Regions from separate parts of the Mus musculus genome. Here region 2 is linked to region 1. The links are chromatin contacts, called in public promoter capture Hi-C maps. All regions are on one chromosome and are shown on one strand. Each heading gives the region's core, a stretch centred on a gene start, on an enhancer-like site or on the middle of the called end of the contact. The rest is flanking DNA. Distances are from core to core; before and after follow the strand shown.

Evidence for each region. Promoter capture Hi-C pulls out the DNA fragments that hold promoters and counts their contacts.
Region 2: a promoter capture Hi-C map of the C10 cell line shows a contact between it and region 1, with 2.3 times the contacts expected there. The contact joins the promoter of Clec4a1 here to the promoter of Apobec1 in region 1. A contact is called at or near these places in 1 of 39 promoter capture datasets (the C10 cell line) and 2 of 115 datasets of contacts at active chromatin or transcription factors (both in embryonic stem cells).

Annotation. Positions count from the first base shown.
Region 1 is chr6:122,601,008-122,604,855 of GRCm38.p6, forward strand. It overlaps Apobec1 (apolipoprotein B mRNA editing enzyme, catalytic polypeptide 1), which reads right to left and starts at 1,437. Exons shown (of 8, transcript NM_001134391.1): 1 at 1,250-1,437.
Region 2 is chr6:122,920,131-122,924,268 of GRCm38.p6, forward strand. Clec4a1 (C-type lectin domain family 4, member a1) reads left to right here and starts at 1,718. Exons shown (of 6, transcript NM_199311.2): 1 at 1,718-1,949. The coding sequence starts at 1,844.

The DNA.
Region 1 (3,848 bases), core at 187-2,686:
TCTTGAGACCCCGGGGGTCATTACTAGTATCTGAGAGTCTCTGTCATAGTAAGTTTAAATACCTTAAATGCCATATTCAGCAGCTCTCTGATAGTATCTCTCAAGTGTATCTGAGTTAAATATCTATTTTTAGTTATTTGCTTTAAGTTGTTTCTTTTTTTTTTTAAAGATTCATTTATATGAGTACACTGTCGCTGTCTTCGGACACACCAGAAGAGGACATCAGATCCCATTACAGATGGTTGTGAGCCACCACCATGTGGTTGCTGGGAACTGAACTCAGGACCTCTGGAAGAGCAGTCAGTGATCTTAACCGATGAGCCATCTCTCCAGCCCTATTTGTTTTAAGTTATATCTTGAAACATAATTTTAAGCCAGTGATTCTCAATTTTTTTTTAATGCTATAATACTTTAGTATCCGAGTTCTTCACCAGACTGACTATGGTCATTGTTTTATTGCCTCATAAGACAGGAATTTTTCAGTCTCTGGTGTTAAGCTGTGACCCTAATTTTTAGTCTTTTATTTATGCATTAATAAAGATAACATACTAATAAAGACATTACAATAAAATATCTGATAAAATTTAAAATGTTTCATAGATTTATAAATGAAAACATTTTTTAAAAGCTGTTTTTAAAATGTCCAGTTTTGATTTTTTGTAAAATTCCAAAATTTTCGTTAAAGTAGTTTAAAATCTCTCAATTGTGTGTTTTTTGAAAAACAAAGTACCTTTTTAAAGAATGAAGACATGGAGCACAAACCGTAATTCTTAGAAGACAAAACCAAATTTTAACAGTATAAGCAACTTAGTGTTTTATTATAAAGGGGTTAGTTATTATAAGTTATTATAAGTGGGTTATTTTTATGTTACAAAGTTTAGTTGACAGCAAGAAAAGTTCTTGTATAAGAACGCATGGAGATACAGCTTAAATACCTCCTAGTTTTTTCTATAAACTTGGTTTTTAAGACAGATCAGAAATTATATAAAAATCTTATTCCAATTTAAAAGTATCTTTGGAGACCCGTTTCCTTGGCTGGTCCATCCCATGTGTTGGACAATGGCTCCAACCCTGAGTTACTGGTTTTAAGTTAACTTTTTGGTACAGATACTAAAAATTTTTAACCATATCCAACGACTTATGAGCCAATGATCTATAACCAATACATACAGAACACAGAACAGTCAGAAGCAAACACGCACTGGCCACATACATTTATACATTCAAAAACAGACAAAACTTCCCTTACTTCTTCCTGATCTGATTTCAAGGGAGGAGCGCCTTGCTGTTGCTGCCTGCAGAATCCAACGCTCATGGGCACCGTGGTTCTGTAGCGGGAGTAGGCACCGGCTTCCTGACCACAGAAAGCTTAAGAGCTGCTGGTTTCGCTTTTAGAGAAACTCGAACAGCTAGATCAGGCGGCAGGGGTTTGCATCAGGCGAGCAGGAGGCGGGGCTTTACCAGCAGTGCAGGACTCTCAGCTGCAGGCACAGTGCCAGTTTATCAGTTTTTGTTGTTATTATTATTGTTGTTGTTGTCCCGATTCGGCCGCTTCCCCCCACACCCCCCCCCGAAAATCCTTGAGATGGGTAAATACTAAGAGGTGAACAACCAGCAGATGAACTTTGGCCCGTTTTTCCAGATATAAAACACAGAGCAACATTCAAACTAAATGAAACCACAGACACAGACTGACAGACATGGGCAATCCAGCATGCCCAGAACCAGAAGCAAATGTTCCCTCAGTGGAAACCAGTGAAAAGCGGGCCGTCTCCTGTCCTCCTCTGACCCTCGGAGCAGTGCTGCGTCCACTTTCTCCTTTCTTGGGTCCTAGAGAGGCTCCACCAGAAAGCAGAATACAGGCTCACCTCCGGGAGTCCAGATGACTGAAAAACAGTCCGAGGTGCTGCTAATTCAGCTTAAGGGCTCAAGTAGGTTAGCGTTTGGTATCCAAATGTTAGGGTGTAAAAATCTAAAAATAAATAAATAAATAAGTCTGCCAAGTTATCCCACAAATTAGGATCTAGGGATAGAAGTCTTCCCTAGGAACTTGTCTTTGTGGTACATTCATCCTGTTCCTACTGTTTGGTTTATTCGACTGTGGTGGGAGACTTGCCTAGCAATCATGTCTCAACTTGCCAGACAGGATGTCAGTTCAACACTGAGGTCTTGGGAACTTAAACTTATTTGACCTCTGTTCAAAATGAAAGTTTTATTCAAAATGGCTTCAGTCTGGTCCCTTCTCTTTCTTTCTTTCTTTCTTTCTTTCTTTCTTTCTTTCTTTCTTTCTTTCTTTCTTTCTTTCTTTCTTTCTTCCTTCCTTCCTTCCTTCCTTTCTTTTTTTCTTCCTTCCTTCCTTCCTTCCTTTCTTTTTTTCTTTCTTTCTCCCCCCCCACCCCGCCAGACAGGGTTTCTCTGTAGCCCTGGCTGTCCTGGAACTCACTCTATAGACCAGGCTGGCTCAAACTCAGAAATCCACCTGCCTCTGCCTCCTGAGTGCTGGGATTAAAGGTGTGGGCCACCACACCAATATCCTTTCAACAAGGTTTTTACTATTTTTCTCTTCTTTTCTTCTTTTTTTCTCCTACTTTTTGAGACAAGATTTCTTTATGTGGCTCTGGCTGTCTATAACTCTCTATATAGACCACGCTAGCCTCAACTCAGAGTTCCACCTGCCTCTGCCTCCTGAGTGCTGGGATTAAAGGTGTGGGCCACCCCACCAATATCCTTTCAACAAGGTTTTTACTATTTTTCTCTCCTCTTCTTTTCTTTTCTTTTCTTCTTCTTTTCTCCTACTTTTTGAGACAAGATTTCTTTATGTGGCTCTGGCTGTCTATAACTCTCTATATAGACCACGCTAGCCTCAACTCAGAGTTCCACCTACCTCTGTCTCCCAAGTGCTGGGATTACAGATGTATAAAAAGAATGATTTTTGAACTAGGCGATAGTGGTGCACGCCTTTAATCCCAGCACATGGGAGGCAGAAGCAGGCGGATCTCTGAGTTCAAGACCAGCATAGCCTACTGAGAGAATTCCAGGATGGCCAGGACTACACAGAAACCCTGTCTCACATAAACAAAAAGTCCAGATGTGTGTGTGTGTGTGTGTGTGTGTGTGTGTGTGTGTGTGTACAGAAGAGAGTGTAGGACCCCTCAGAACCAAAGTGAGAGGTGTTTGCAGAACACCAGGCTTGTTACATAGTTGCTGGGTTCTGAACTCCAGTGCACAAAATTTAGCCACAGTCACCTCTTACCTGCTGAGCCTTCTCTCCAGCCTCCCTTTTAATAACTTTTATAGAAAGGTCCTGCTTTGCTTTACTATTGCTGTGTCAAACAAACAAACACAGCCTGGAGAAGAAAGGACTTCTTTCATCTTACACCCCAGAGAACAATTCATCACTGAGAGAAGTCAGAGCAGAAACTTAAAAGAGGAACAGGAAGCAGAAACTGAAGGGGAGAGACCATGGAGAAATGCTGAATACTGGCTTTTCCCTCATGGTTTGCTCAACCTGCTTTTCTTTCTTCTTTTCTTCCTTATTTTATTTATTTATTTATTTTATTTTTAGGTGTGTGTGTGTGTGTGTGTGTGAGATTTACTGGCACTAGAGTACATGGGAGCTGGGAACTGAACTCTGGTTTTCTGCAAGAGCAGCGCATGCTCTTAACTACTGAGCCATCTCTCTAGCCTCTCAGCTTTCTTCTTATACACCCCAGGTCCACCTGCTCAGGGGTAGCACTGCCCAGAGTGGGCTGGGCCCTCTCACATCAATCAACCATCAATAAGATGTCCTCAGACATAACCCGAATGCCGGTCTGATCAAGGCAATTCCCCATTGAGTCTCCCTGAGA
Region 2 (4,138 bases), core at 468-2,967, 320 kb after region 1:
TCCTGCTCTAGAGATGTCTCCATTAAGGGGGAGATTTATGGGTAGTGCCGTTCTAATGCTAGGCTGACTTTTGGGAGCATAATCATTATCATTCTTTTGAATTGTTTGAACTCACTTTTGAATTCTTTTGCAACGTTCTTACATTTCTTCCAAGTTACTCTCATTGGGGACAATTACTGCCTCTGCTTCCTTCCACAACTATAAAGACTTTATGAATGTCAGCAGCACACTAGAACACGGCATTGGGAAGAGTAGGACCCTGTATCTCCACATCAGTGTCACTCATATTTGACTCCAGAATAAACTGTTACTTACTTCCCTTGTGGTAAGAGCTGTGACTTTGGGTTGACAGTTTTGGGCACTTGAATGTGGGGTCCCAGGATGGTTCTTTTTCTCTGGAGAAATTCTACATATTGGCACCAGGTACCTGCACAGGCCCCTTGTGTCTCACCATCCATCACTGCCTTCTTGGGTGGCTGCTGGTGAGTTCTCCTGGGGCTGGGCCTCCCTTGGATTGGTGGATGGTTCATTGGTTTATTCTGAGCTAGTTATGTGGATATCTTTTAAACTATTTCACAGCACTCAGTTTAAATGACCTAATGTTTGTTTCTGATCCTTCAGCTATTTTAAGAATGCTGCTGATTTCCTAGCATTTGGCCTTTTTCTCCTCAGGTATCTAATTTTTCTGTGGCTTCTCTTGTCAATTGCAACTTTGCCACATTACTGAAGGAGGGCCTGCTCCTTGCAGCCCACAGCGTCTCGATGCTGTGGTATGTGCGTTGCAGGCATGTATGTGATTGTGTGCGCATCCATGCTTCACAGCCAAGCTTGACAAAGCATATCCTCCTATTCCTGAGTTGTGAAGAACTGTGTTGACTCCGTAGGTAAGACACATAAGGTTTAATCTCCCAGTGCCTTGAGCTTCTCATGTTCCTGAGAAGATATAGAACAAACTTGAGACACTCGGGAGAAATGATCTCAGGGTCTGTGTAGGGAGCATGCATACGGGGCAGTGTGTGTGTGTGCGCGCACACTCTAAAAAGCAGCACATAGCATGAGTGAAGATGGTAGATGACAGCCAGGCACAGTCTGCCAGCCTCCAGAGTCTCCCAGGGAATCTGGAGAAAGCAGAAGAACTGCTAGAAGAGGTGGGAACTCGACACAGCAGAAGACAAAGTCCAGAGCCATCCCAGGGCTTTGGCTTGGTTTTTAGGAGCTCCTCACTCCCAAGATGAAGGAACACAGGTTGCAGACTTTGGAAATCTGCCCTGTCTTACAGTGGTGCACATTCTGAAGAGCCAGAAAGATGCCAAGGTCAAGGACCCTCTTAGAATGGAGAGGTCAGAACTCGGCTGTTTGGCTAGAGTGAATGTTGTTTCTCCCTATAGGCAGCTTTAGCTCATGTTGGTTGCAGAAATCACGTTTGTGTGTGGAAATGCCCAAACTCTGCTGTGGAGTGCTGAGAGCACCGGTTTCAGGGGAAACTTCTCTAATGCCTGGTTCCTCTTTTTCCTTTCCTTGCCACTTTTCTTCCTCTTCCCTGTTCAGGCCACAGTGTCCACAGTGTTTGCATATCCATGACAAATGCGTTTGAAGCTTGCAATTCTGTTTTTTTTTTTTTTTTTTTTTTTTTCTGGTTGTGGGGATCAGCCCTCTGTGGCCCAGAGAGTTCCACCCTGTGGTTTTAAATTTTCATGCTGTACTCTCAGAGGTACTTGCCCATTAAGTGTCTCTGCACCTTATCCTGGATGCTGGATTAATCCTTACCATGTTTATTTCTCGTTTATATTAAGTGTATTAAGACTGACACAGGTTCTCTGAAGAAAGCAGGTCTCTTCTCAATATGGCATTACCAAACATTTATACTGACGTGAACTTCAAAAATCAACCTGTTTCCTCAGGCCTCATCTCAGACTCGTCTTCATGTACCGTCTCAGACTCGTCTTCAGGTAAACCTTCCTGCACCCCCAGAACAGTGAATCATTTTCTGGTGTTCTAAGCTAATGGTGAAATGAAAGAAGGTGTTTACGAACAAGGCCTGCGGGATGTTGGTGCTGGCTGTCTCAGAGGCTGTGGTGTGAGACAGGAGATAATTCAGCAGGTTCAACTGTCTGTCAAGTAGCTTTGAAAGGCTTTGCCTTGTACTGGGCAAAGAAATGAGTTCAGGATACTGTCTTTAGAGAAAGTTTGAGTTCTACTGCATGTTTTTTATGTATGTAAAACGATACTTTACCTGTGAAAATAATGTTATCTATTACTTTGTTTTCTGTTTACTTACCAGCATGTCATAACTTTCAGATATTGATATTTGGGGGATAGTTTTATCTTGAAGGGGAGTTTCAGTGTCCCTTTCTCCACCCATACTGGGGACAGGAAGCAGGGCCTCATCCTTGCTGAGTATAAGTTCTATTGCTAGAGTTACTAGGGTCTATACTATTTCTGAGAGAATTTTATTTAATTTTTAGCTAGCGTGTAAGCCAACCATTTGATTCATTTTGGCATTTTATACAGACATCACTATCCCTTGTGTACATCCCTAACCCTATCCCATTCTCTCTCCTTGCTCTCTTGATCATCCCTTCCTCTTTCTGAAATATTCCTCCCTTCTGCTTTCATGGCACATATCTATTTCTACACACATGTGCGCGCACGCACACACACACACACACACACATACACACACACACACACTCCTCACACAAATGCACACACACACGAATATACATGTGCACACATACATAAATGCATACTCACCCACACACCAACACACTCATATATCTCCACACAAATGCATACACACACACAGAAGCATACACACACACCAGCATACACAATACATGCATTCACACATACATGCACACATACCCACACCCACATAAACAAACACACATACACACCAGCACTCACACATACATACACAAATACATTCACACACACATACACACCACACATCTAAGTTCACCAAGTGTGAAAGCAGCTGTGACATTTGCCTCTTCCTCCCCACTACTCTCTTCTTCTTTCTCCCTTTCTTTTATGCCTCTTCCCCCCTCAGTCTCTGTCAACTCAGAAAATGGTTTCTAATCAAGAGACAGCTAAAAAGATGACATTAGACCATATCAGAAACATGGGAAGTATGCTTATACAGACTTAGTCAGTTTTGCATGCTTCACAGTAATGCTAGAGGCAGTTTGGGAGATTATTTCAATATACAACAAAGTTCTATGTAGCCATAATAAAGAACATTAAAGAAGAAAATATGGTGACAGAAAAATGTCCAGAAAATAACAGAGCAGAAATAAGTGATTGTGCCGGGTGTGGTGGCACACGCCTTTAATTCCAGAACTCGGGAGGCAGAGGCAGTGGATTTCTGAGTTCGAGGCCAGCCTGGTCTACAAAGTGAGTTCCAGGACAGCCAGGGCTATACAGAGAAACCCTGTCTCGAAAAAACGAAAAAAAAAAAAAACCAAAAAAGCAAAAGAACGAAACCACCCCCCCAAAAAAACCCAACAAACAAACAAACAAACAAACAAACAAACAAACAAAGTGATTGTGATATGTCAGTCATATGGGGAAATGTGCACACATGTACACCTTAAAACTCCATAAAAGGGCACACACACACACACACACACACACACACACACACACACACACTCGTGTCTCTCAAATACCAATATTAATGAGTTCTTGTCAGTGATAGAAAGTTGTGCTTTCATGTTTATCCAATGGACATCACTGTTTCCTTCCTATACAGTTTTATTTTATTTTATTTTTTATTTATTCACTTCACATCCCACTCACTGTTTGCCTCCTGGTCATCCCCTCCTACAGTCCTTCCCCACTCCCCCACCCCTTTTTCTCTGAGTGGATCAGAGCCCCCAGGATATCTCCTCTCCCCATCTTGACACTTTAAGTCTCTGCAAGGCTAGGTGCTTCCTCTCCCACTAAGACCAGACACAAGGCAGCCTAGCTAGAAGAATATATCCCACATACAGGCAACAGCTTTTGGGATAAACCCCCACTCCAGTTGTTTGGGACCCACATGAAGGTCAAGTGGCATATCTACTACATATGAGCGGAGAGGCCCAGCCTGTGTATGTTCTTTGGTTGGTGTTCAGACTCTGAGAGCCCCAAAGGT